Linked DNA regions of Mus musculus: regions 1, 2, 3, 4, 5 and 7 are each linked to region 6. The links are chromatin contacts, called in public Hi-C and HiChIP or PLAC-seq maps. All regions are on one chromosome and are shown on one strand. The core of a region is the stretch at or near the end of the contact, and the rest is flanking DNA. Distances in the headings are between cores, read along the strand shown. Region 1 overlaps Pvt1 (Pvt1 oncogene). Region 2 has its middle 290 kb from the start of Pvt1. Region 3 overlaps Pvt1 (Pvt1 oncogene). Region 4 overlaps Pvt1 (Pvt1 oncogene). Region 5 overlaps Pvt1 (Pvt1 oncogene). Region 6 has its middle 120 kb from the start of 4930449C09Rik. Region 7 overlaps Pvt1 (Pvt1 oncogene).

Region 1 (2,700 bases), core at 134-2,633, 1.4 Mb before region 6:
AGTTGCAGGAGGCCTAGATAATAGCTTCCATAACTCCTCAGTGTGACTATCAAACATACAGCTTAATCTCAAATATGGACGTTGTCTGACAGGTCCATTCCTATTCCACTCTGCCGTGGGATAAGCTGAGGTCCCCAATGACATCAAGGTCACATGACAGTAGTAAAAGAGACTGAAATTAGAACCAGCCATCCACCCTGACCCATCTTAGTCCTTTTTTCCATAAGTGGCCCACCCACAACACTAAATTTATTTCTCCTTTCTTACTTTCCTCACTTTCAAGTGGACCAAAGAGAGATTCTACAAATGTGATAACTCAGGATGGTTTTGAGTCTGTTATTAATTAACCGCATCTTGTATCCTTCATGTATCTGAAGGATATCTGAAAGATGTCTTAGGTACGGCCACCCTAAGGAGCTGAAGTAGCTCCTAGAGATTGCCTAGCGAAGGGCTGGGTAACTTCTCTCTTCAGTTTTATTAGCTGTGGTTATTGAATTGGGACATCTTTATAAAATGAAATGCTATATAGCTATTTAAAAGAGTCAGCTGGAAAGAAAAGTATATGACTTATGCACATATTAATTAGTTGAATTTAGACTTCTACAATGTGCATATATATATAAAATATGCCATATTATATATACCATATACCAATTATATATACCATAAATATGTGTAATTTTTATTTGTCAATTAAAATTGTTCAATTGTAGTTACTAATGGATCTTGGAGGCAATGCAGAACATGGTTGAAATAATCACTCTAAAGAATAGCACCAATCTTAGCCATGATGACTTGGCTTTTTTAAAGGAGGGTATAAAATAGCAGAGTGTGAGGTTCACTTCCATCTCCTCCTTAACACACAGCCACGGTCCCCCACATCAGCCATTCAATCTACTGCAGACACGGTACCCCTGTCATGTTCTGTTATCTCTGTCTCTTCGCTGACCTGTCAGTCTTTCATGAAGTCTAGTCTAGCACTGCTTACAGATACAGTGAGATTACCAGGGCCAAGCCAGAATGGACATGTAATGGATTGTCCAGGGATACGAATGAATGAACAAATGAATGAACGAATGAATGAATCAATAGAGAAGAGAGAATTTTCCCGCAATTTCTTTCTACCTTCTACTCCTTGAGTGCATGAAGCCAGTATCTAAGTCCCACTCTCCTCTCTCCCTCTTCTGGTCCCATCCCTGCCCCCTTCCTCTCCTTGAGTATCTTGACTCAACAAGGCTTCCTCATCCTTCCCAGGCTTCAGAGAAATCAGGAGCGGTGAATGATCGAAATGGACCTTTGAGATTACAGTGTGGAGCTGACATTGCCAGTTAAGCCTGGGCAGATCTGACTTAATTGATTTAGTTGTTGGAGCAGAGACAACCCAGAGGCTTGGATCAGCCTCCCCATCTGACAGTGTGCTGGTGAGTCAGATCTGTTGGGGTTTGAGTCTGTGCTCTGGGTACGGCTGCCTGGGTGACCTTGGCTGTGTTACTCACCCTTGTTGAATCTCAATTTCCTGATCTGCAAAAGAAGACTTAAGTGCGGCTTTGGAGGTCCTGGTGAGGATGAGCCTTGATAACGCTGGTGCAAATGCCCTTTAGAGACAGCAGGAGGGTGAAAGTGCTTATTGTGTGTAGAGTAGAGGAGGTTGCTGTCATTTCTCAGGGAGGAATCCCAAGGCCAGGTCAGAAGAGGTTATAATTTGACTCTTGTTCTGTTCGATGCACTTCTCAAACTGCCCAGGGTTTGCAGCTTAAGCGCATAAATTATCCTGCTCCAGCAGACCCTGTGTTCTGTAGTGAGCCATATGTTGGAGGAGATAGAGATCCTTATCTAGCAGAGTAATATTACCCAGCAAGGGATGACATTTCTTATCAGAGGCTGAGGAGTCAGAGATAGGAGCTTTTCTTTTCAATGGCTGCCAGACCTCTATGTCCTGGGCTGGCACGGTGGGTGGTGGGAAGGGCTTGATGCCTAGGAGTGGACAGCTGATGCTGTTGCAGGCATCAGCTGGCCTTCATCTCTTATGACAACCAGGCCTGCTAGGCTTGCCTTGTCAGAAGTGGGTCCTTTAGAGATTTTTGCATGTGGATGCTCTGATAGCGACTAGGCAGAGGGGAGTGAGAAAGGAAGAGGGGAACCTCATAATGGTGCAGGCCAACATTGGGTGGAGGCGGAGCCCCAGCCTGTGTCAGGCTCCCCTTTCTAGGAGCACAGGCAATCCCCTGCTGCATGGACAAAGCCTGGCTTTCTATGCAATGGCTCTGTAGGGTAGGGTATCTCTGTTCCTACTAAAACCAAGCTGTTGGAACGCTTCTATGCTCCTCCCAAGTCAGCTTCCTAGAGGCTCTGTGCCTTGTGCTCTGTCCTGGAAGTTGAGTTGTATGGATGCATCCACAGGGTGACTGAACTGTGAAATGCTCAGCTTCTATCGGGAGGACAGACCTGGAGTTTGTTCTCCCTCTGACACACTGCTGGTACTTTCCTAATTCAGACAGTATCTACACAGAAGGTCTACACAGAACGTGCCATCCCTGTGTTACTTGCCAAGTGGTCCCCTTAAAGCCTCAGTTTCTTTGTCTATAGCAGGATGAAGTGATGTCAGATCTTTCTATCTCTCCCATGACTAGTTTTGAGGGTCTCAATTTCAAGGCCATGGCTTTCTGAAGGAAAAGAGTTTATGCAGACCCCGAGACCTGT
Region 2 (2,700 bases), core at 45-2,544, 1.3 Mb before region 6:
ACTTACCCAAGGTCATATATGATGGGTATGAGTGAACTCCAGAAGTGACACTTCTTCTGTTGACGCCACATTTTGATTCTTCCTTAAATATAGTGACTATGTCACATAGTCTACAACCAACACTGTGCTGGGATCTGCCAATGTCAGTGGGATTATGAGCCTGTCTTCTGACCTCATGCTTCTCTACTTCCTCCAGAGTTTGAGACTATAAAGGTCACCTTTACATTCTATGTCTTTCGTCTTCCTGAGCTTGACCCTCTGCTTCGGAAGACGCATGCTTAAGCTTGCCTAGAAACCCTCATTGCACAGCCCTTTAGTTGCCCCTTCTGTATGACTCTCTTTGTAGACAAAACCACAAACCCCGATGGGCAATTAGAGATTTTCAGTGGCAGCAATTTGGGATGATTTTGGCTAATTGCTGTCCTGTGTGAAAGAGTGGACATCGTCTTTGACAGCTGGCCTGAGCAGTCAGCAGTGTGTGAGGAGAGTTTCTCTTCTGACTTTGAAAGTGGTGGTGGGGGCAGGGTGGGCAGTGACCTGCTGTAGTCAGTCAGAAATGTTGTGTCTGCCTTTAGCCCTGCACTGGCAAACCCCTGAGCTCTGGCAGACACTGCACAGATTAAATAGGCTTTAGAGTATGCAGAGTTATATTCTCACTCACAGTTTAGCAAGTTTAACAAGGGTTGCTACTTTGTCTCAGCTGAACTGGGAGGATCCCTAGACAAGAAAAGGATGGGGAGTTTGATGACCTCATTATTTACTCTCCTAACGTTTGTTGGGAGTAAATTGTGTGGCCCCTTACTTCCCTCTCTCCCTCCTTCCTTGTTTTCTCCCTTCTTCCCTTCCTTCTCTTTTCTCTTTTCTTTTCTTTTCGTTTCTTTTCTTTTCTTTTCTTTTCTTTTCTTTTCTTTTCTTTTCTTTTCTTTTCTTTTCTTTTCTTTTCTTCTCTCTCTCTCTCTCTCTCTCTCTCTCTCTCTCTCTCTCTCTCTCTCTCTCTTCCTCCCTTCCTTCCTTCCTTCCTTCCTTGCTTCCTTGCTTCCTTGCTTCCTTGCTTCCTTCCTTTCAGTTATACTTTTCTGCTTCAGACAACCAAGCACACCACCAGAGAAAGAGGAAATCAGTTTCCATTCTTACTTTCTTCTAAGGGTAAAAGAATGCACTGGTTTCCTCCCATGGGATCCCTTTCCATCTCTGCCAGGGTCATCAGTGGGGTGGTGTTAAGTGCTGTGCGAAGGCTGGGAAGGTTCTTGTTGCCACACTCTCTGCCTGTGGTTTGTGTCACCTCTGGGCACTGTCCTTGTTCTCCTGAAAGCCGTGGTGTTTACAGTGAATGCAGCATGCTGGGATCACACTGTGAAGCTGTAGGGGGTGTCTGAGTTCACATGTCCTGCATTCCAGGCAAATGTTTTTAATATTGAGCAATGCTATGGTTTGCCAGGGTGAGGTCTGTGCTATTGGAATGCCACCGAAAAGGAAAGTCCCGGACAGATAGTGACTCAAATCATCTCCTCCACTCACAATCCTCGGGGCTTTAATTCCTACTCAATTCCCTCATGATAAATACAGCTCCGTGTGCTTACTGACCGCACCGCTCTTATTGGTTCTGATAAGTACAACTTTCCAAGAGATAGGGACGCAAATTGTCATATTTTGTTGAGTCATGTGTGCTCAGCAACTCTTTCCCAAACATTGCATCAGTAATTGGCAGCTCCCTGGTCTCTGCTGTATGACACTCTATGCCCAGGAAAAGCTCTATCCATTTCATGAAAGAAAGAAAGAAAGAAAGAAAGAAAGAAAGAAAGAAAGAAAGAAAGAAAGAAAGAGAGGAAGGAAGGAAGAAAGGTCTCTCTCTGCCTGGCTGTGATAGCCTGCTCTTAAGGAAGCTGAACCCCCAAGGGAGCAAAGACAAACTGCATTTTCAGATAAGTTAGAAAACTATGGCTATTTTACTTTCCACCTCCACTGGTCTCCTAGCAACAAGACAGCTGATGACTTCTACCAGGAAAAGGAAGCCTGGAACTTGGGGGAGCCCGTCTGAATTCTTGCTCGCAGTCTGATTTATTTGAAGCTTGGCTGCATTCTTGGGTGTGGAGACCCAGAAGTCCAGTCATCGGGGCATTCCCTGACCTTCACTTGACCTCCATCAATGCACAGATAGAGGGAAAACAGATGAGAGGTGCTTTCACAAGATTTCTTTCACAAGAATCTGCTTGGTGGGGAACAGATATTTCCTTTGATTTGAGGAAGGGCAGTCGAAAGCCTGCCTGTGACATGGAATGAAATCTCAGAAAAAGCAAGGAGCTAAGTGGGTATCAGAAACCAGGGGTCCTACTGGTGTCAATCTCTCCCTGAGGAGTTCAGGCAGGGAGTTCTTGTGCCCTTGTTCTTACATAGTGTTGATATTCTCAACTATAAAGTAAGGGGATTGAAACAGATGTCCTTTCAGGGTTGTAGGCCTCTATGTGTTCTTAAATAGTTTCCCAAATATACCATTATATCATCAGCCTTTCTGATTGTCTGTCTGTCTGTCTGTCTGTCTCTCTCTCTGTCTCTCTCTCTGTCTCTCTCTCTCTCTCTCTCTCTCTCTCTCACACACACACACACACACACACACACACACAGAGAGTCACTACATGTTGAGCAAGAATCCAAACTCAGGTGTGGCTCCTACCCTATTCATACAGCAGCAGCTATGTGGCT
Region 3 (2,700 bases), core at 180-2,679, 1.5 Mb before region 6:
CTCACACGGGGAGCCATGCTTCGATAAAAAGGGCTGATATAGCAAGATCATGAGAGCTAAGGCAGGATGCTGGAATAGGGCCAGAAGGAAGGAGTCCGCAGAGATGTGGGGACGGGCTCCGAAACTGAAATCCAGATAGCTGTGAGCTTGAGCGGGAATTGACAGATGTCAGTTACACATCAGTGTCTGCCTTAGATTTTACCTTGAAGTAGACTTCTCCCAGGGTCCTTGAGGTGGGAAACTCATACACAGCACACAGGAGTGATGAGGCATGAGGTCAGGTTCTCTGCTAACATGACACAGGGACCAAATATTTTGTCCTGCACCTCCAACTTTCTAAAACTCTCTGAATTTTTTTTCCCTTTGATGAAACCTCAAACAAACCTGGCTTCAATTCTGATTTTTTTGTTTGTTTGTTTTTCTTTTCCTTCCTTCCTTCCTTCCTTCCTTCCTTCCTTCCTTCCTTCCTTCCTTCCTTCCCTCCTTCCCTCCCTCCCTCCCTCCCTCCCTCCCTCCCTCCCTACCTCCCTCCCTCCCTCCCTCCCTCTTTCTTTCTTTCTTTCTTTCTTTCTTTCTTTCTTTCTTTCTTTCTTTCTTTCTTTCTTTCTTTCTTTCTTTCTTTCTTTCTTTCTGAGACAGGGTTTCTTTGTGTAGCTCTGACTGTCCTGGAACTCCCTCTGTAGAGCAGGCTGGCCTCAAACTCAAGAGATGCACCTGCCCCTGCCTCCCCAGTGCTGGGATTAAAGGCGCACACAAGCACTGTGCGGCTTCAATGCTGATTCTTCAAAGTCCATGGAGGATTGAGTTCAGCCAGAGACCTGGCTTCAGCTTTTGAAAAGAAGGTGTATGTGTTTGCACATGTATGTGTGGGCGCTGCAAAGCTGGTCTGCACGTGCGGCCTTCCAGAGAATCCCTTTCTTTGCAGCTGATTCTCTCTCCTCTTCTGTACTATATCAAGGGCTGCATCCACTGAATTGATTCCGTTGGATTTGTAGAATCTGCTCAATGTGGTAAGGGGCCACTCTGGTTCATGCAGCAGGATTGCTGTGTTTCTGACTTCCTGTCTCTCTGTGCTTGCTGCTTGTGGGGCATTTCGAAGATGTCTCATTTCTGTGAGAAGGTGTGCTCATTTCGAAGATGTCTTGTGAACTCCAGCCATTTGTTTTCCTCTCCTACACTGCCAGGGACCCCTGGCCAGACTTTCCTGCAGCCTTAGGACCCTGTGTCTTTCTGCTTTACTTCTCTGTCTGTGATAGGGTGGCACCGTGTTTTTTCCTTAGGACCCAGATTGGCATGTATTGAAGGCATACTTTGTGCAGATGGAGACTGGTAGTCTGTCCTCAGAGCAGCAGCCTAACCAGTGTGTGGCTCAGCATGAAGACATGTGAGTCAGTTTCCTCCCTAGCATTGAGCCAGTGAGAATCCACACCCAGACCTCTGCCTGCCACCCTAATGCAGCTCTTGTTTACATAGGCCAGAGGTGCCCCTTCTCATGGGTCTGCCAATCCCCAAATACGGCCACAGCCAGAAAGTGAGAGGGTGCCCCTTATATAAGGCTCTGTGTGCTGGTCCCCAGACAATGCCGTTTCCTCGCCTGGCCATGTGTGACTGCATAACACCCCTTGACTCATTTCCTCTGGAAAACTCGGCAGGGCCACTTTGCCCTGCTTCCTGCTTCTGTCACACAGATTTCCTAGGAATACCACCTCCCTGTGCTGCTTCGGGTGTCTGAGATCTGAGTGGCAGGGAAGCTGCCTGAGGGTGCCCCTGAGCCGTCACGATGGGCATTCTAGAGAAAGAGAGGAGAGATGAGCAGCCTTGGTTCAGTTACCTTGAGAATTTCAATTGAGGAAAAGACAAATGCAAATGTTTCTCCCAAGCTTTGAGCTGGAAATTCTGGACTATTGTCTTTACGAGCTCTGTAAGGTTTAAAAGTCTTTAGATGCTTCCTGAAATTATGGGGACTCCCTTCTTGGGAGGGAGAATCTATTCTTGAGGGATGTGGGGAAAGTTAAAGTGATTTTCAATTCATTTTATGTTTCAGAGACCCTATCTCGTGTCACCTAGGCTGGCCTCAAACTCACTGTGTAGTCGAGGGATAACTGTGAAATGATCCTCCCTGCTTCGTATCCTGAGAGCTGGGATTTGTGGGCCTGCAACATACAGACTGCTGGCTTCGTGATGGTGGCTTGCCAGCTGCTCCCTGGAGAAGCAGTGCTGGGGTAGGACTGACTGACAGTCACTTCTGGGGCAGGCAGGGCTGGAGTTTTGTTCTGTTTGTGCTGCTGTTGCTTCTGCATATGCTGCATATGCTGGGATCCAACTGTCCCTATTTAAATTTTCTTTTCTTCATTTAAGTCTCCCCCACCCCCTCCCCAATAAGAAGGAAGTAAGCAGGGGTGCCTATTAGCTCGTTGATTGCATGGACAGCAGCACATTCACCTGTCTTCACTGTTCTTCTACAGGTTAATTTGATGCCTATTCAGAGAGGCCAGCTAGGTGTATCTCTGTCTGTCTGTCTCTGTGTCTGTCTGTCTGTCTGTCTGTGTATGCATGTGTACACATGTCAGTCTTTTCTATTCTAGATATTCTATTCTCTATTCTAGTTATTCTATATTTCAATTTTTCTATTCTAGATATTTCTAGACAGTATCTGTTGTGTGCTGAACCCCAAGGTAGGCATTTTCATTCATTTCTCAG
Region 4 (2,700 bases), core at 35-2,534, 1.3 Mb before region 6:
CAACACAAGGACCAGAGATGAAGAAATGTTTGGAAATGAGTACATTGGTGATGCTGTGGAGGTGATTGAATGAACCTTGCACTCATTAGATAATCTCCCTTCCTCTCTCCCTAGGTATCTTTGAGCAGTCTTAGTCTAAGCAGCATTCTCTTCTATGGGGGTTTATGGACAGAATGGCTTGGCATTTATGGGCTTTCTATTGGAACACAGGAGTTCTGTCTTTTCCTTGAAATATGTGCAGACTGGTGACTGTTGTATGCAGCTCCTGCCTTGTGTTCTTGGAGTAGAAGCACCAGGAGAACATGGTGAGGGTGATGCTGAAGAGCCACTCTTAACCTAGCTATGGCCTTGGATTAGCTCCCTGCCAGCGATGGTCATCTTGACTATTTAGGCCTTTGGCATTTCTGTATGACCACAATCTAAGTGACATGTGAGTACCAGGGCATGGGAAATCCCCAGTGAGAACCACCCCACCAAGTCCTTCCCAGATTCCTGACCAAAATCATGACAAGCAGTACGAAATGACTGGTGTTTTAAAACACCAAGTTCTGCCATAATTTGTACTCGGCAATGAAATGCAGTCCCCACTGTAATTCTCCTGCACACTAGGCAACTGGGCAAATGACTTTCAGTATTAAGCACATCAAACTTCTCACCTCTGTGTTAGGAGTACTCATGTAGATGTTGCCATTGATCAGTCTGAAAGTAAGTTTTGTTTAAATGCAACAGGCTTTGCAGCAGCTACTATGTTTCTTCCAATCTAGACGCCACCCAAAAAGAAAGAAAAGAAAGGTGTAGCTCTCCATTAATTTATGCTTACAGAGAGAGAAACAAATCTTGCCAGTGAAACTACAGCCTGCCTCTGATTGGAGGATACTTCTCCTTTCAAAAGATTCATGTCTGAAAACTTCTGATTAGAAGGCTGATGAGCACAAAGACAAGGCTGTGCCCAGATGAAAAGTAAAAGCCTGAAGACTCAAGTTTGTGATAAATGGAGAGATCAGAAGAAATATGGCTTTGTATCAGAGATGTATAACTGTTGCCCCATTTTCCACAATGTAACACCGAGGTATAATACTGCTTGTGATCTGGGCCAGAAAGTGATCTCCTTGGACCATTGCCAACTAGAAGGAGTCAAATGGCATTGCTTCATGGCTCTTTAGCCAAACTGTGCTCTGTGAGAAGGATGAAGTCAGATCTCTAAATCAGGTTGTGTTGAGCTGTTGTTAGCAAGAGCTTGTCTGTGGCAATGATGACCAGTCAAGCCCCATTTCCTTCTGCTTCTTATGACATTCCCTTTTTAGGACATGAACTGGCATTTCCATCTGAGATGCCAACCAGAGTGCAGAAGAGACTCTGGTCACATCTTCCTTTTTTTTTTTTTTTTTTTTTTTTTTTTTTTTTTTTTTTTAAAGATTTATTTATTATTATATGTAAGTATACTGTAGCTGTCTTCAGATGCACCAGAAGAGGGCATCAGATCTCATTATGGGTGGTTGTGAGCCATCATGTGGTTGCTGGGAATTAAACTCAGGACCTTTGGAAGAACAGTCAGTGCTCTTAACCACTGAGCCATCTCTCCAGCCCCCTCTGGTCACAGAAATATATGCACCTGAATCCTAGCTGTTCCGTGCAGCACAGTAGTTAGCCTGGTCTCAGGGGTCTTTATTATGTTGATTCTACTGTAAAAGTTATCCCCCTGGGACCAGAGATGTTAAGTCTTATCCAAGTCAACTGCTTAATTATAAAAATTTACTTCATTGAAAAACAGCACTGTGCTACTGGGCATGCTCCCAAGACTGGGAAGAAAAGTTTCTCGCTATTATAGCTGTTCGGACAGACCAGTCAAAACAGACTTCTTCTTCTTCTTCTTTTTTAAATCCGAGACAGGGTTTCTCTGTATAGTTCTGGCTGTCCTGAAGCTCACTTTGTAGACCAGGCTGGCCTCGAACTCAGAAATCCGTCTGCCTCTGCCTCCCGAGTGCTGGGATTAAAGGCATGCACCACCACACCCGGCAAACAGTCTTCTATATAGCATCTCCTTATGGCCAACAATGTAGGCTTTCCACCAATACTGACAAAACAGAAATCTGTACAGACTCAACTCTGATGGGAAATTCTAGATCCTTGTTCCTGCACAGAAATGGCATTGGCTCCCTGAAGCAGTGTGGGTGGTGGCATCTCTGGATCATGCCCAACCTCCTGACAGTGTCTGCAGCTCTGGGGTCAGACTGCATGTCAGCCCGGTCACTACAACTTACAGTTTGAATGCCTGGGCACATTTCTCAGCTTCTCACCATTGCAACATTAAATAACTCTAGAATCTACCCCATCCCCAGACTGCCATAAGGAAGTGTGCTTGCTTAGATTGCATATCAGGTACCCAGTGATATTATTTGAAAGGCACTTGCTGAGTGTCTTCACCAACCATCTCCTATAGCTTGTGATCGTCATCATAGCCCTTTTTGTGACCCATCAGACAGTTTTACAGATGAGGAAATGTGCGGAGGTTCTTGCCCGTAGTTCTGTGGCTGGGGTATGATAGAACCTGGCTGTTACCTGACATCATTAAAATTGACTTCTTTTTTGTCCATGAGCTATATGCTAAGGAAGCTTTGTGTCTGGTTCTTCTGATGCAGGGACTTTCTTCTTTAGCCCCACATAATAGCTGCATTTATTTATGAGGTACAGGGTGATGAT
Region 5 (2,700 bases), core at 61-2,560, 1.5 Mb before region 6:
AACTGTGCTTCCCTCTGAATCTGGAAGATTCCTTATGAGATGGCTGCTTAGCTTGATCTGCAGCAACACACACACACACACACACACACACACACACACACATTCTGTAACCTATGGAGAACATCTTATTTATGTATGCTTTTATGCTTATTATGCATAAACCACACTTGTTTTATGTGTGTGGGGTTCTACCTCCATGTATATCTGTGTAGCATGTTCATGTATGTCTACACAGCATGTACACGCATGTCTGTACAGCACGTGCATGCAGTGCTTGCAGTCCTCCGTATACTCTGGAATTGCAGTTATAGGCAGTGGTTATCTCTCATGTGAGTGTTGGAATTGAGTTAGGTGAGTGCTGGGAATTGAATCAGGGTCCTCTGCAAGAGTAACCGGTACCCTTAACCACTATGCCATTCTTCCAGCTCCTGAGAGTAACTTATAATCATGTGAGGAATGCTGCCACTGCAGGCACTGTGTGGGTCCTGTCCACTCTGTTGTGCATATTGAATACCTAGTGTGCTTCAGTCAACCCCTCCATTACCCTAGGTTGACTCATGGCATAGTAAATATTCCCACTGTGCATTTGACTGGTGGCTTCATATCTTTCTCGTTCATTTCTTTTCAATGATTGGAGGCTGTTATCTCCCCCACAATGGTACAGTGAGAATGAAATAAAACACACATTTGAGCGTTTGAGTCAGCGGGTTGTTTGGGGACATATAACATCTATTCAGGGAATATTAGTTATTTTTAAGTAAATTGTTGAAGTAGAATTGGAAGATCAAAACATGCAGACACAGAGAAATAAGAAAATGCTGAAGATGTGTCATGACTCACGGAAATTTAATGTTCAATCTAGCTTTGGGTTTCCTAGTTACCACAGCATGCTGAGTGGGTTATATTTCTGTCTAAATTAAGGTTTGGCAAACTTCTCCTCCCCAGGGCTAGAAAGTAAATATTTTCAGCTTTGGGAGCCCTGCAGTTCTCTACTGCTCATCTGCCCAATGAGACTGCTGGGAAGCTGCCATTGGTGGTATGTAAATGAGTGGGTGTAGCTGTGTGCCAATAAAACTTTATTTACAAGACCTGGCCAAGGGCCCATAAGCTGTCGTTTGTTCTTGCTTTAAATGAGGAAACCTGTTTATCTTTGGAAGAAATTTCTCCTGGATCATAAACACTGGATAGGGTTTGTCATGAGATATAATATTTGTATGAAGCTGTGGAAACAGCAGATGGGTAGCGCATTCATTGGGTTTCACAGGAAACATAAAGAAGGCCTTCACACGGTCAGTTCATGCCTACTGTGTCTTAAGCTGTGATATTGACAGAGAGTACATGTACTTTGGCTGGGATAGGGGACTGGCAAGGGAGAGACCGTAGTGATAATTCAGCAAGGGCACGTTAGAGTGTTTGTTCTTAAGTATAGTGTTGAGTCCTGGATTGCATCCAGAGCTCAATGCTCCTTTGGAGCAAAATTAACCCTGTTTGGAAGCCTTCAGTTTCATAGCTGGTTGCTCTCCCTCTGCTTTCTTAAGCTCTTTGAGCTCTGCTTTGTCCATCTGCAAAGCTGAGTTGCACCAGGGCCGGGTCAGCTAGTGTTTGCTTTTTAGTTCCTTCCCACACGAGATCCAGGGGGAGGGTGAACTTCTCCAGCACTGGCCTGCAGGGGTGAGGATCATACCGTTGTTGTGGTTGGGTCTGTCGCTATGTATTGTAATTCTAAATTCTGTATCCCTATGTCTAGTTGCCTCTAGACACATATGTCAGCTTTTGTTGTGCAAACCTTGCTCCCTAATTTAAAGCTATTGGTTAATAAAGATGCCTACAGCCTGGAGCTGGGCAGAAGAAAGGTCGGGGAGGGGGCTTTGGTTCTAGGGCTTGGGGACTGAGGCAGAGATGATAGAGATGACAGAGAGATAAAGAGAGAGAGAGGATGCCATGGGGTAGGTGGATCATGAGCACATGACTAGTTGGTGTAGGAGCAGCCCAGGCACAACAGGGCAAGTGATATCTTGGGGTTACTGACAGGAAAGTAGACCAACTAGCATAGAGGGTTGGTATCTTCCCAGCTCTTATGCTTTAAGGCTTATTATCAATACAAATATTTTGTGTCTTTTCTTTGGAAACCAAATCACCTAAGGCGGGGTAGAAACCGCCAAATAATATTTACCACAACACAGTCCCCCTCTTCCTGTGAATATTTAGCCTGTGGGATTCCAGCGCTGACAAAGGCAAGAGATTCTAAGCAGTCATCTGTGTAACCTCCCAGCCTTTGGCCAAGCCCTGACTGAGTTTGGGTGACGGTAAGGCTTATAGTCACTGCACCAAAGATCTTGCCTGATATGGAGTGGGACTAGGCAGTGGCCACTGGAAACCTGGGTCAAAATGGGTGAGTATGGGCCTCTTCTCCCTGGTACTTGGCTCTCTGGAGTGAGACAAGGCTCTGGACAATTTAGCAACACTTGATGACTTGACCAAATAAACAGCCAGCCACAAACTCGCAGACTCCTTTTCACCCTTGGTCACCAGAAACTCTTTGTTATATGTTTAGGATCCATGAAGAGATGTAGAATAGTAAAAATAATTCTTTGGATGGAGTATTAGAAAACCTAGAACCATCTGATAATGGTGGGGCACACTTTTAGTCCCCGCACTTGGGAGGCAGAGGTGGATAGTTCTCTGTGAATTCAAGGCCAG
Region 6 (2,700 bases), core at 75-2,574:
GGGTGGTATCCCCAATACAACTAGAGCTTACACTACGAGGGAGGGTTTATACATAGAATATATATTTGATGGATATGTAGAAGAAATTTTAGGGAACAATTTACAAATCCTGCTTATCAAATGGCCCAAGCATTGGTATCTTTATTCCATACATAAAATAAAATGTATAACAAAATAAACAATTTCATAAGAGAAAAAAGTAATACAATTTTCAAATAGAAGGGCTGGAGAAATGGCTCAATGAGTAAAATGCTTGCTGCATATACAGGAGGACCTGAGCTCAGAATTCCAGAATCCTTGAAGCAAAAGAAAGAATTAGATAAAATATCAAGGAAAAGCATAGACTGAAACAAAAAGAAAGTAAGATATATATTGTAAACTAATGTTCTGAAGATGCACATTGTCAGAATGGATTTAAAATATGTAAAAGGGTATAAGGAATATTTTAAGAGAAATTAAGGTTAAATAGATCTAAATGGATATGAATGTATATTGAATGGTATAAATATAAGATTGATGGGTTTCCCCAGTTACTTTTCTCCAGAAAGGACGAGCCAACTCTCAACTATGTGGGAGAGAGAAAGAGAGTAGTAGTCTGCTTCTGGAGAAATTGCAGACAAGCATTTCGCAAGCCAGAAAGCATCTATAATGTCTGCCGTGGACTGTGTCTTGTGAACCAGACTCTCTGGAAGCTGAGACAGAATTCCATTGACACATAAAACCCCATTCTGTTAAAACTTTCAGGCTCTGGTCCTCACTGCTCAGACTAGTGCAGCCCCACTGACTCAAGCTGACTATCCCCTCCATATTATCTCACATGTTAAAAAAAATTAATTAAGATGATCATAGTCCCCCTTGATTTTTTTTTTTTTGACCTTTGCTCTTCTTGAGTAAAACACTAAGAAGACAGAAATTGTCTGGGGCAAGAGACTTACACCTTTGTGAGTGTGGCATAGCAAGCCAGCTGTGCAGAAATAGCTGTTTGATCACGTACATGAATGTGACTGCTAGAGGAAAAATAGTTCCACCAGTTATTTTGTAGGCTGTGGTGAGATTTAACTGAGAAAGTCCATATGAGGCTGTCATCAATGTCTTTCATCCAATCTGTCTCTTACCAGATATCTCTATCAGGGAGGTGGGAGATTTATAGAGCCACACCCATCATCTCCCTGCAAAGGAAGGAATCCAACCTGCATACCTAAAATTTGCAGAGCCTTGAAGCCATTCTGAAGATTGTGCGTTGGATGAAACTGGATTCCCAATAAAGGACTCTGTGACAGGGTATTGCCCAGCCTGAGGCACTGACTACTCCAAAGTTGGACTGAGCTTGCCATCTAGAGGACACCAGGGGACAGACAGTCCCTACAGGGTCTTCGGTAGACAAGACCTTGGCACCTTAAGACAGACAAAGCTCCCTCTCTAAAGGACATTCGTTGAGGGTTTGACTGTCCAAGCATCATAGGGGCAGAGAAAAATACAGCCTCTGCCCTTGGTGCTCTAACGTGAAAATGAGACTCGCTTTCTAGAAGGATGGAGAAATTTCCTCTCGCAGATGTGTCCACTAATAAATCACAATGCCAGCTAAGGTTTCTCTCTGAATTAGATCTCAGTTTTCTTGACACTCAAGCTGAGGTGGACATCAGAAGTCCTCACTGCTTCATCTTGTCACTAAAGGGTAACGCCAGCCAGCTGAGGCCACACAGCTAGAAAGTAGCAGAGACAGACTTTGTGGAGTAATACTGGAAGTACCTGTATCAAGAGACTGACCTGTGCCTGAAGCAGCCAGATGCCATGGACCTTGTGGGAAGAAAACAGAGCAAGCAGAGACTCTGGGCTGTTGGTATTTCAAGGGCAGATTTTTATAAGTCAGACGTATTCATATCTTGTTGAGGCCCTAATTTGCCAGTGATGGAAGAAATGAGGAACTTTGGCCTCTGGCCTAGATTCACATAACTCTTCTCACCCTATAAATCCAGTGAGGCTGGAGAAAGTTTTTCTGACTGTATATACGCTTACAGTCTAAGAATCCTTTACCTTTTGAAAGGTGCCAATGTGGCTACATACAATTCAGGGCATTTAAACTAAAAAAGAAAATCTCTTTTCCAGAAGCAAGTCTGTAGGCCAGAATCCTAAACATTTCACCAATGTATAGCCTGTCCATATTCATGCTATCACTTACCATTGCATTCACAGTTAGTTTACACTTGTATGCACAGTCAGTTAGCAAGTGTGAATTCTGAATGAGCTGTGGTTAGGCATCAAGGAGACAGTGATGCCATGATATTCACAGCCACTGTCCTCATGCATCTTACATAGTTAGGAGACTATGAGAAATGCCCCAAAATGGCACCCCTGAGTAGACATTGAGGATTAAGTAATAACAAACTGAAAGTGAATTTGCAGTTGCCTTTCTACTCATTCTCTGTGTGGTCACTGCACCTTTGGTACCCTTTTCTTAGAGCTTCCCTCACTCAATGTATTCTTTTCCATCTTTTTTTAAATTTTGTTAAGTTTTGATATAAAAAAAAAAAACCTATCTATACACATGGACTTTCTGCTTCTGGAGGCCAGCGAAAAATTCTATCTATCTCATAATCTCCCACATTTTCTAGAGCCAAGAATCAAGATAGTAGATTTGGGTTGAAATTTTGGATAAATCAAAGGGTCAAATGTTTCATCAATCTGCCAGTCAATTTTAAG
Region 7 (2,700 bases), core at 42-2,541, 1.4 Mb before region 6:
ACTTAGGCACACACTGCAACAAACATGAAGATCTGAACCTTTTTCATAGCTCCTGCTCATTAGTCATAGTTGTGAGCCTTGAATCCCATACTCTTGTCGATGCATTGTTTCCTCATCTATAGGGATGTTACCTGCCTTACTAGAGCTTTTATGTGATAACACAGAGCCTTGAGAATCCATCATTAAAAACAAAACAAAACAAAAACCCAAATAAACAAAGTAAAAAAACAAACAAAACAAAACAAAAACAAATAAAAAACTACCCTCGTTGGCCTGTAACTTTCCATCTAACCCAGGCTAGCCTGAATTACTAATCGTCATATCTCAGTTGCCTGAATGCTGGGGTTACAGGCCTGGGCCACCACAGATGGGTCATGAGATCCTGCATCTTACATGCTGAATTTTTCTCTGAGGCAGGTATCAGTGTGTAGGTTAATAAGCAGGATGCTTACTCTGGAGTACATTGGGATCAACAATTGTGAAACGCATGGAAGGAATCAGGATTGGAAGGAGCCATCAAGCTGTGAAGGTGTCTGAGCATAGCATAGCCTCAGAGAGAGCTCTGCATAGACCACACTAGAATGCTCTTTGAGAACTGTCCTGAATTGTGGTGGCATGACGGTTGATCAGTGACAATGTAGCTTTGCCTGGAAGGATACTTGAGTCTGACCCTGTTCAGCTAAAGTTGTCTCCAAAGAAGCTGGCAGCTGAGTGTCAGTTGGTTGTACCAAGCAACTGTTTTTAATGATGGATGCATGGTACCTAGCACAAAATAAGCAATCAGTATTTAGGGAATGTTTTCACCCAAGCACTATTCATTCAGCAAGTGGTTACTATTTGGACAATGTTCTACTACTGAGCTCCTTATACGAGTCGTGCACCATGGCTACAAATAGGAAGTTTATAATATGAGGTAGGTTCAACACTGGCTTCCTGGAAGAGTAGACCTGGAGATGTGACTTCCTGGATCATGGGCCCTGGGACTCGGTATTTCCTTGTCTTTCTAGAAGATCATTTCTTGAGATGAGGTGCGAGGTGTCTCAGGGGTGGGACTCTCCATCACGGCCCACCTGATGGTGCACCTGTGCACCACGGGAAACTCCCTGCTAAACTTACATTAACTGTTTGAATTCCCAGTAGCTTGGAACTTCCCCAGGGGTCCCATTGGCTCTGTGACTTTCCATCACTTAAGTAATTGGAGGATGGAGCCGAATGGAAATAATCTATACGCTTTCTTCTGTGAGTCACCAAAAACTACAGCCCAGAGTGTGTGTAACTGCTTGACTTACTTTTCCTGTATGCAAATGAGCTGTCATTACAGTTCAGTAAGTAGAGACTCTACAGAGTGAACATGAGACCATTATAGTTTCTATTTGAAAAAGACAGAGATAGCTTGGTACAACTGTCTGCCTTGGCAAGAGCCCTTGGTAGAAAGTGCTTTTGGGTTGGGACCTTACAACTCTTTGGGAAGTGTTTGTTGGTACACTCTGGCCCCATTTTCCAGCTCTTGCCTTGACCAAGACATAGCAGGAAGTAGATGATCTCTAGTGTGGGGTAGGTTGTTTTTATCTCCACAAGTCACCCAGGTGATCAGAGAAGCTTTCCGGAAAGCAATGGCTTTGATGTTCTGGGTGACAAGCTGTGAGTGTGCGGCAGGAAAGGAGGGTTTTGAGGTTGGAGAAATGAAACTACTTTGGGTGGTGACTTCATCACTTGACACCCCTATGGTAGGAAGGTTCTTATAAAAGAAAGGTGAATGCAAGGGTAGGTATGAAAAGGAAAGTTTGAGGTGGACAACAGTGAGATGACGGGCTTCTCATGGTTCAGGGAAATCTACCGGCACCATCGACCTTCTAGGACCCTTCTTCCTCCCACACTTCACCGAATCCTCAGTTTCACCAGTGACCATGTTTACACCTGTTATCTGCTCCATTCTTCGCACATGATGTTACCCTGACCCCATGTGTGCCTACTGCTCAGGGAGCTTGGCTTAGAAACCAGAGTTCTTGGGACAAATAGCCTTTCTCCATAGAATCATAGTGGCCCTCACTGACCTGAGAGCATCCCGTCTTCCAGTTCCCAGTTTGTAGAAGCTATACCTTCCCCTACCCCTCCGAGCTTCTCCTCTGTGGAGCCCCAATGTTCTGTTCATGGCTCTTCTGAGCCTTGGCTTCTTAAGCCCTAACTGGGACTGATAGCAGTCCCTGCCATTCTCTTTAGGTCACCGCTGTGCAGAGGAAAGGCTTCACACACTGCCTGAGTTGCATTTCTTGAGGGTGTTTTTCCTCGATGGCTTTTTTTTTTTTTTTTTAGCTGTGCTGGGGAGTCAAGGATATATGACCTCACCAATTAGTGATCAAATCTTTGACACCCTTAGGTGTTACCCAGGATACTAGTTTAGCCATTTGGAACCAGGTGTGTCTAACCTGTGGCCAATAGGCCACTTGAGTCTTACGATAGCTGTTAATGCAGTTCACTACTTTCATAGATGACACTATCATATCGCAATAGCAAAAGGTTGGACAGCTCTGTAAGATTTAGCCCATCTATCTTCTGAAAACAGGAATATGTGCAAGGAATGAGTGACTGCTGTGTGCCAGGGAAGAAACATGATGCTGCGTGGGACTGATTACTGCTTCGTGCTCAGTGCTGGCTCACACAGTAATGTGTTCATTTCTTTGGTGTTTTGTTGTTGTTGTT

What was found. HiChIP or PLAC-seq counts read pairs in DNA pulled down with a chosen protein or histone mark. Hi-C and Micro-C count contacts between places; a contact is called where the count stands out from the background.
Region 1: a Hi-C map of the N1E-115 cell line shows a contact between it and region 6, with 7 times the contacts expected there. The contact joins two enhancer-like sites. A contact is called at or near these places in 1 of 15 datasets of contacts at CTCF or cohesin (large pre-B cells), 3 of 484 Hi-C or Micro-C datasets (the G1E-ER4 cell line, the N1E-115 cell line and bone marrow-derived macrophages) and 1 of 115 datasets of contacts at active chromatin or transcription factors (acute myeloid leukemia).
Region 2: a contact with region 6 is called in a RAD21 HiChIP or PLAC-seq map of pro-B cells, with 18 times the contacts expected there. The contact joins two enhancer-like sites. A contact is called at or near these places in 3 of 15 datasets of contacts at CTCF or cohesin (the NIH/3T3 cell line, large pre-B cells and pro-B cells), 12 of 484 Hi-C or Micro-C datasets (the AML12 cell line, the G1E-ER4 cell line, the N1E-115 cell line and 7 more) and 7 of 115 datasets of contacts at active chromatin or transcription factors (the NIH/3T3 cell line, T-cell acute lymphoblastic leukemia, acute myeloid leukemia and 4 more).
Region 3: a contact with region 6 is called in a Hi-C map of bone marrow-derived macrophages, with 9 read pairs. The contact joins two enhancer-like sites. A contact is called at or near these places in 1 of 15 datasets of contacts at CTCF or cohesin (large pre-B cells), 2 of 484 Hi-C or Micro-C datasets (bone marrow-derived macrophages and liver) and 5 of 115 datasets of contacts at active chromatin or transcription factors (T-cell acute lymphoblastic leukemia, acute myeloid leukemia, bone marrow-derived macrophages and 2 more).
Region 4: an H3K4me3 HiChIP or PLAC-seq map of bone marrow-derived macrophages shows a contact between it and region 6, with 12 times the contacts expected there. The contact joins two enhancer-like sites. A contact is called at or near these places in 6 of 484 Hi-C or Micro-C datasets (the N1E-115 cell line, bone marrow-derived macrophages, embryonic fibroblasts and 2 more) and 1 of 115 datasets of contacts at active chromatin or transcription factors (bone marrow-derived macrophages).
Region 5: a contact with region 6 is called in a Hi-C map of bone marrow-derived macrophages, with 12 read pairs. The contact joins two enhancer-like sites. A contact is called at or near these places in 2 of 15 datasets of contacts at CTCF or cohesin (large pre-B cells and pro-B cells), 3 of 484 Hi-C or Micro-C datasets (bone marrow-derived macrophages, embryonic fibroblasts and uterus) and 5 of 115 datasets of contacts at active chromatin or transcription factors (acute myeloid leukemia, embryonic fibroblasts, large pre-B cells and 2 more).
Region 7: a contact with region 6 is called in a RAD21 HiChIP or PLAC-seq map of pro-B cells, with 18 times the contacts expected there. The contact joins two enhancer-like sites. A contact is called at or near these places in 2 of 15 datasets of contacts at CTCF or cohesin (large pre-B cells and pro-B cells), 2 of 484 Hi-C or Micro-C datasets (the G1E-ER4 cell line and bone marrow-derived macrophages) and 5 of 115 datasets of contacts at active chromatin or transcription factors (T-cell acute lymphoblastic leukemia, bone marrow-derived macrophages, extraembryonic endoderm stem cells and 2 more).

The regions. Positions count from the first base shown.
Region 1 is chr15:62,221,483-62,224,182 of GRCm38.p6, forward strand. All of the region lies in intron 2 of Pvt1 (Pvt1 oncogene), which reads left to right. Among named protein-coding and RNA genes, the nearest start is that of Pvt1, 180 kb to the left of the region's middle. Within about 2 kb of position 1,384, at least 62 of the 459 cell types and tissues checked have an H3K27ac peak or open chromatin away from gene starts, as enhancers often do. A contact at or near this core is called in the G1E-ER4 cell line, the N1E-115 cell line and bone marrow-derived macrophages, where this site is marked.
Region 2 is chr15:62,327,132-62,329,831 of GRCm38.p6, forward strand. No RefSeq gene overlaps it. Among named protein-coding and RNA genes, the nearest start is that of Pvt1, 290 kb to the left of the region's middle. Within about 2 kb of position 1,295, at least 150 of the 459 cell types and tissues checked have an H3K27ac peak or open chromatin away from gene starts, as enhancers often do. A contact at or near this core is called in the G1E-ER4 cell line, the N1E-115 cell line, the NIH/3T3 cell line and 4 more, where this site is marked.
Region 3 is chr15:62,137,847-62,140,546 of GRCm38.p6, forward strand. The region is part of intron 1 of Pvt1 (Pvt1 oncogene); the gene reads left to right. Among named protein-coding and RNA genes, the nearest start is that of Pvt1, 100 kb to the left of the region's middle. Within about 2 kb of position 1,430, at least 73 of the 459 cell types and tissues checked have an H3K27ac peak or open chromatin away from gene starts, as enhancers often do. A contact at or near this core is called in bone marrow-derived macrophages, where this site is marked.
Region 4 is chr15:62,251,052-62,253,751 of GRCm38.p6, forward strand. All of the region lies in intron 4 of Pvt1 (Pvt1 oncogene), which reads left to right. Among named protein-coding and RNA genes, the nearest start is that of Pvt1, 210 kb to the left of the region's middle. Within about 2 kb of position 1,285, at least 14 of the 459 cell types and tissues checked have an H3K27ac peak or open chromatin away from gene starts, as enhancers often do. A contact at or near this core is called in bone marrow-derived macrophages, where this site is marked.
Region 5 is chr15:62,111,356-62,114,055 of GRCm38.p6, forward strand. The region is part of intron 1 of Pvt1 (Pvt1 oncogene); the gene reads left to right. Among named protein-coding and RNA genes, the nearest start is that of Pvt1, 75 kb to the left of the region's middle. Within about 2 kb of position 1,311, at least 19 of the 459 cell types and tissues checked have an H3K27ac peak or open chromatin away from gene starts, as enhancers often do. A contact at or near this core is called in bone marrow-derived macrophages, where this site is marked.
Region 6 is chr15:63,600,422-63,603,121 of GRCm38.p6, forward strand. No RefSeq gene overlaps it. Among named protein-coding and RNA genes, the nearest start is that of 4930449C09Rik, 120 kb to the right of the region's middle. Within about 2 kb of position 1,325, at least 38 of the 459 cell types and tissues checked have an H3K27ac peak or open chromatin away from gene starts, as enhancers often do. A contact at or near this core is called in the G1E-ER4 cell line, the N1E-115 cell line, the NIH/3T3 cell line and 5 more, where this site is marked.
Region 7 is chr15:62,168,195-62,170,894 of GRCm38.p6, forward strand. All of the region lies in intron 1 of Pvt1 (Pvt1 oncogene), which reads left to right. Among named protein-coding and RNA genes, the nearest start is that of Pvt1, 130 kb to the left of the region's middle. Within about 2 kb of position 1,292, at least 65 of the 459 cell types and tissues checked have an H3K27ac peak or open chromatin away from gene starts, as enhancers often do. A contact at or near this core is called in T-cell acute lymphoblastic leukemia and pro-B cells, where this site is marked.